Linked DNA regions of Gossypium hirsutum: region 2 is linked to region 1. A link is a contact called in public Hi-C data. All regions are on one chromosome and are shown on one strand. Each heading gives the region's core, a stretch centred on a gene start, on an enhancer-like site or on the middle of the called end of the contact. The rest is flanking DNA. Distances are from core to core; before and after follow the strand shown. Region 1 holds the start of LOC107910319 (protein SOB FIVE-LIKE 5). Region 2 holds the start of LOC107910314 (QWRF motif-containing protein 2).

Region 1 (3,441 bases), core at 670-3,169:
ATGCACCATTAGGTGGAAAGTCATGCTTCAAGCCATTGTGGCTTTATTGACTACCAAAGCTTAATATATGACAATCATAGAAGCTGTGAAATAAACCATTTGGTTGAGAGGTCTATTTGGGGAGCTAGTTAATAAACATGATGCGACTATTGTACATTACGATAGTCAAAGTGTCATATATCTCACTAAGGATCAGATGCATCCATAAGAACAAAACACATAGACATTTGGTATCACTTTGTTCAAGAGGTGGTTGCTCAAGGAGATGTTCATATTCACAAAATTGGCACAGAAAATAATCCAACCGATATGATGGCCAAAAGCCTTCCAGTTTCAAGTTCAAACATTGTTTGGCCAACATCCTGCAAATATCGAGTTAGGCCCAGATAGGACTCGACAAAGAAGGCGTTGGGAAAATATGAATCAAGATAGAGATTTATGGAGTGTGCCTCACATTTTGGAAAAAAAGAGTCGACATCGTGACAAGGAAGAGTCGATGTCCTGACGACGCGACACACGATGTCTCGACGAGAAAAAACAGACGACGCAACATGTGACATCCCGACAAGTCGATAAATGACGTCACGACGTGACGATGTGTTCCCTACTAAAGTACGTGTCTTCTCCTAGTTAAACTCAGCTATCTTTTCTTAGACAAACTCTAATAACTCTAGGGATATTTTCATCATATTAGCCTATGAATTTCAGCCTATAAATAGGGCTTTTAGCAACCCTAGAGAGATTGATTCGACAACACAACAAAAGAGAGTGTAAGGGAATTTTGTGTTTTAGCCAAAGAGCTTTGTATTTTTTGGGATTTAGGGGCTTGTTTTGTTTTTTTTTCCGTCTTGTATTATTCTTTGGCTATTTGTCGTTTTAGTGAAGCTTTCTTTGCCCGTGTTTTTTTTATCCTTTTGAGAAGAGTTTTTCCATGAAAATATTTGTGTCCAATTTTCTCTATTCGTTCTTATTTGTTGTTCAATTCGAATTTATTCCCAACATAATTGTTTCGACAACGAATATGATATCTCACATTTTAAATTTGACGACCAGATCAAGTGTTACAGAGTAAACTATACAATATTACATATGTAAGGGGAGAAATCCATCAATTTACACTATATTAAATTTTTGGGCTTAATTTTTGTATACACAAGTTCATCCTTTTAATTAACTTTTACAAATCTATGAATTGTTATGGCTATAAACAAAATTCTAGAAATTTGACAAAATAACGTGAGATAAGAGGAATACTTATATTTTAGATGCCGTATGTTATGCAACGATCCAACATTCATGGGGTCACTCACTCAAGACCCCACTACCATTTAATGCATTCCAACGGCGGCACAGGAAAAAATAAATAGATGGATAATCTGTTGTAATGACCCAGAAAGAAAACAGGGAAATTATAAGTTTACAATAACGTCTCAGTTAATACCCCATAATGAGTCTACGACAACTCAGCAAAGGAACATGCATGTCCGTTTCACATTTGGTTTAAACATAGATTTGAAGAATTGTCTTTAGTTAAATTTTGAATGAAAAGGGCATCTTGCATTATTTAATTTCATTAGACTCTTGTAATCTGATAATTTGCAAATTGTTTGTTCATTTTAATTAATTATAAAATATATGGTATGATAAAATTCCTTTAATTAAAGTCGAATTATAATTAATTATTTAAAATTTTAAAAAATACCCTCAATTTAAGATGTCTTAATTTCAAAAAATACAATCTCATCCATCATTTCCAAGTTCCAAATATAAACATTTGAAAGACATGTCGGAAAAGACAAAGATATAGAGGGCATTAAATGAGCAGTAAAATACATTCACTTTTTATTGAAAGGACAGCACCATTGTTGTACAGGCTGCTGTATTATTACATTTATATACATGAATTGATAATCGGTTCCCTATCAGCACTGTTCACCAATTTCTCTCTCTCTCTCTCTCTCTCTCTCTCTCTCACTCAGAGCCAACTGGCTAATTTGATTGATTCATTTAAGGTAAAAACAAATGGCGAAAGGCTTGAAGAGATGAGAAAAGTAGTCTAGGATTTGAGTGTGATTCTTTTGGTCTTATCCTGCAATACCCTCTTTGTATTCTATTTATATACGTAACAGCTTCAAGAATTTGCTTATATGTCAAAACTGTAAACCCAAGAGGGAAAAAAAAGTGTTTATAATGAATTTATCAGCTTCACAATGTGGTAGTGGTTGTGAATCTGGTTGGACTTTCTACTTAGGTCAATCCTCTTACTCTCAAACCCGGTGTCAAAATTTTGGCGGCAACTTTGATGAGGTTTATGGGGTGAAAGGAGCTAGATTCGGGGTTGAAGATGAAGAGGAGGGTTTATCCATGGTGTCTGATGCATCTTCTGGTCCAAGACATTATTACTGCCAAGATTATGTGGAATGCCTCGATGAAAATAGAAGCTTTTGTTCTCATCCTGTAAATCCTGAACCAGCTAACAAAACCAGCAAAAACAAAAAGAAGATGAAAGAACATTGTAGCAATAATCAACAACATTCTTATCTTGATGACACTGCCAGCTCTCCTGTAACAAGCTTTTCCGAGGTAAGTTCCACTATATTCTAATTGTTCTTGTTCGGTTGGTTTGTAACAAAAACAAGAGTAACAATGGATGTTTTCTGGTGTTTTTACAGAAGAACATCAACAAAGATGCTTCAATGGAGTTGTTGGACTTTTCACAAGGCTTTTCGGGTACACATTTTAAGGTACTAAATATATACTATATCCTTCTTTAAAGCAGTTAGTCTTCCATTATTATTATATATAAACTTAACCATGCCACCTGTGAGATACTTTCAGGGCAAATCATCATCATTCCAGAAAAAACTTGGTTTCCTAAAAACTGGAAAAGCAGGTTCGAAAAACCTGCAGGTTAGTCATCGATTTCAACTTTCTCCTCGACATTCTTAAAAATAAAAAAGAGAAATTTGATGGTTAGATAAGCTGTAGTTTGATAAAAAGAATTTGGTGGTTTCCAGGGAAGAAGCAAGGAATGACAAAAGGGTAAATGGTAACAGCTTTTGTCTCTACTAATGCAGCTGTTCTGGAGAGAGAAATGGGAGGAATGTTGTAGAAGAAGAAAAACAAAACAAAAAGGCCTTAGATCTCAAAGGGATTTTGTTCCTTCCTTTTTACTCTTGTTTTTTATTCTCCGAGTCTACTCTCTTTTTTTTTTTAATTTCTTTCTGTCAATGCAGTGGGAAACAACCTGAGAACATTAAAATAAATTAAAATTTCGATGTCATTGGTATATATGAAATTGCAGGTTTTCTCCAGTTTATTTTGCTGACACTATGCGTAGACAATGTAGAATCTGGTTCTATTAGCATAGAAACTATGTTTTTCAGGTTTATCCACTTGAGAGTGTAGGGTTTAAAACTAGTAATACCCTTGAAAGAATGT
Region 2 (3,604 bases), core at 670-3,169, 210 kb before region 1:
GTAACTGAATTTGGGTATTTTTATGTAAAAAGACCTCTTTAAAGTTATAAACTTTAAATTGGGGCTTTTATTTATTTAGTTTGATATAAACTGATAGTTGTAGAATAAGACGGGTTTTCAAAAGGTAACCATTTTCAAAGACACCACGTTTTCACAATAAATGAGATTTTAGAAAATTTGTAACGTTTTAAAAGTGATTAGTTTTTAGTGATGTACGCTTGGAAATGAACAACTTGTTTTGGAATAACCGTTTAATAACAAAATGATTAATTGATTTTAAAGATTTCAACAAGTTTTAAACTAAATACCTCAATGTGACACCGCCAGCTTCGGTCATAACTCCTAGGCCGGGTTTGGGGTGTTACAGGATGCCATTGACCAATGAACATTCAATATCATTTTTCGATATCTCAAAATCTCCTTCTCCATTTGCCCCAACCAATGGTGTTATTCTTTCATCCGCTCTGAGCTCGATTCCCACCAACCTGTCTCTCCATGATAGGACCTTTTCAACAATCGGTGTTATGTCCATCACAATATCTAGGTTTTCCTTTGTTTCCCTTATACAAACTTTCTTCAACGACCGACTCATTATTTCAACGTCATCTCTCCCTTCGCGCTCTGTGGAGTCCAAAATTTTGTAGTACACAATGTATTTGAGCAAATGGTTGTCCAAGCCTGGAATTATTAAAAAGATAAAAATTTATAATAAAAAATCATTAAAATTTATAATAATTAATAGAAGTTAATTAAAACCATAAATTTTTTATAAAATTTTTAAAAAAATTTATTAAAAATCGTTAAAAATTAGAAATTTAATTTAGACTTTTTTTTAGAAATTAATTAAATCCATATTTAAAAAATAAATATTTTATAAAAATTATTTTTCTCATTTTTATAAAAATATAGCCACCGATCATTAATTAAAAAAAAGCCATTGATTATTAGGAAGCCCTAACATTTTAAAAGAACTTTCAATAGTATGCATAAGAAAATAAATAATTCCAATGTTAAATATACTTAAAAGTAAATTATATTAGTTAAATAATTTAGTAAAAATGAGAAAAATAATTTTAATAACATTTAATAAATAATTTATATGGTTTTTAATTAATTTTTAACAATTTTAATAAATTATTTTTTTTTCTAAATTTTATAAACTTTTATGGTTTTTAATTAATATCTAATAATTATCACAAATTTTAATGATTTTTATAAGTTTTTTTTGTTATGAATATCTTATTAAGTGGATGTCCATCATGATCAAGATAAAGTTTTAATGTACTTTAAATTCTAATAGTTATTAGAATTAAATTTATACTTCCTTTATACTTCTTATACCTATAAATAGAGACTCTGATGAAGCATTGTAATCATCCATTTGATCAATAAAGTACATTTTCTATTCCTTTTATATTTTCTTTGTTCTTTATTATCTCCATCTCTCTTTATTTCATAACACGTTATCAGAATACAGTCACTCTAAATCTATTGATCAAGTTGTTGTCGAAATACGGTCACTCCAAATCTGTTAATCAAGTTGTTGTCGATTGCCTTCTAGAGCTATTGCAATTTCAGCCTTCAATTAAGGCCTGCGTATTATGGGTAATCATTAGAGCCTTTAACCACTCAGATCTTCCACGCATGTTTGCAATGGTAATTATGAAATAAAGAATCAATGGAGATGTTTGAAGTCTATATTTTTTCCATACGGTGAAAAATGATATATTTACTTTAGTAGGAACCATAAATAAATAATATGGTAAAAGAATTTATAAAGTAATTTCTCGTTAAGAAACTAGAAATGTGGCAGCCACGTGCAAGTAGTTTAGTAACAGACCTACAGAGGTTGCCTCTCCTCCACACGACTCATCCATCCCCATAAAACCCCACCACTGCAATAGATTCCCTTCATTTTAAATTACATACTACAAACTAAATATATACTACATAGGCCACTCCTAGCATTACCACCTCTATGCTTTCTAATCTAATCTAATCTTTTCCCACATCCCTCTCACTCTCTCCTCTCTGAAAATTCCGAGTTTTGATGTTTAAAGAATAAAATCTGTTAAATCCTATTAGTTTTTTCAATATAAAATTGGAGGTGTTTATGATTAGATATGTTTAGGTGTTGGGAAGAGAGTGAGATTAAAGGATCAGACTGTGGAATTGAATTTTGTGAGTGCCTCCAATGGTTACTGCTACCCTAAATCGCAAACGCCTGGGAAGAATAAGGGTTACTGCCTCCTTTGTTGCCCTTCGACCCCCACAATTTCATCCCTCCACCCCTTCAAAATTCCCGAAAATATTTGTCCACCTCCTCATCCCACTCAAATTCTTCCATAAAACACACGACTTCATCGGCTATTAAGAGGTCTCAATTGGTGGAGACGAGACATGCGGTGACCCTGCCGTCTAATAAACCTATGCTTTTGAAAACTGACAACGCTAACAACAACACTGCTGACTAGGTTAGCAAAGCTACACCAGCTCCATCACCATGCCCCACAAAGAAAGAAACCACCAACAGGTGCAAATCGATGCTGGAAATGAGAAGAACAGAGCAAACTAAAATTTCAAAGACCGAGCGGTGGCCGGCGAGGTTAAGGCTACCTAACTCAGTGACTAGTAGAAGCATGGCTTGCACTGATGAGAGGAATAGATTAAACGGTTCTATTAATGGCAATGTACTTGGGCCACTGCAAGATTCTATGGTTGAGAATAGAGATATAACAGCCGTTACTCCTATTGAATCTAAGGCTCAACGTGGTCTCGCTGCTTTTGATACTGTAAGTGTTTCTTCTGGTAGTACGTCAGGTTCTTCACAAAGTTCCTCCGCTAAGATAGACGTTAAGCGTGGGCCTCAAGGAATAATGGTCTCCACTCGGTCCTAGCAACAGACTGCTAATCGGGTATGCCGGTCCCATCCTGGCTCGCCCGTTCTAAGAAAAATACAGCGTGCACTAAGCTAATTGTACCAGACAAGTTTGGAACTGATACTCTTTTTTTGTCTCCAAACGTTGTATTAAACAGCAGAGGATAGTTACTGCCAATTCATAGGCTAGTTCGGCTTGCATCACCAAGTAAGCTTGGGTCATCTTCAACAAGGGGAATGAGTCCTAGACTGAGGAATGGGTTGGATGATAATTTGGTAACTAGGCTGTCGATTTTGAGCTTTGTTGGTAATGATTTTAAGATTGGGGAGAACAAAGTTTTGGATGCTAATTTGTTGAGGCTACTTCATAACTGGTGGTTGCAGTGGCGTTTTGTTAATGCTAGAGTAGATGCTACTCTGTCTTCCCAAAGGTCTAACGCAGAGGTACAACTCTAAGAAGTGACTTTCAATTTCTCTCGTTGTGTTTGTATGTTGTTTGTATGCTTCAAGTTTGCATGCTTTACTATTATAATATTCATAGGAATTCGCTTTTACTATAATTTTGGTAGTACGGCTCGCAGCATTAAACGTTGCATACGAACACCATTTTGAGGATTTTGGCTAAGTTTACTTTTAGAATGTTAATTTTTTTAGAATGTTGCCTGGTTGCACACAATTTGTTTTGTCTTACTGTTTGGAATTTCAGGGTTTTTTTAATTAAAAAAA

The links. A called contact is a pair of places that touch in the nucleus more often than the background predicts.
Region 2: a Hi-C map of leaf shows a contact between it and region 1, with 3 times the contacts expected there. The contact joins the promoter of LOC107910314 here to the promoter of LOC107910319 in region 1. A contact is called at or near these places in 2 of 34 Hi-C or Micro-C datasets (both in leaf).

What each region holds. Positions count from the first base shown.
Region 1 is chrD02:17,076,904-17,080,344 of Gossypium_hirsutum_v2.1, reverse strand. LOC107910319 (protein SOB FIVE-LIKE 5) reads left to right here and starts at 1,919. Exons shown (of 4, transcript XM_016838135.2): 1 at 1,919-2,583; 2 at 2,673-2,744; 3 at 2,839-2,910; 4 at 3,018-3,291. The coding sequence starts at 2,191. The coding sequence ends at 3,035.
Region 2 is chrD02:17,286,505-17,290,108 of Gossypium_hirsutum_v2.1, reverse strand. It overlaps LOC107910314 (QWRF motif-containing protein 2), which reads left to right and starts at 1,919. Exons shown (of 5, transcript XR_005910241.1): 1 at 1,919-3,322.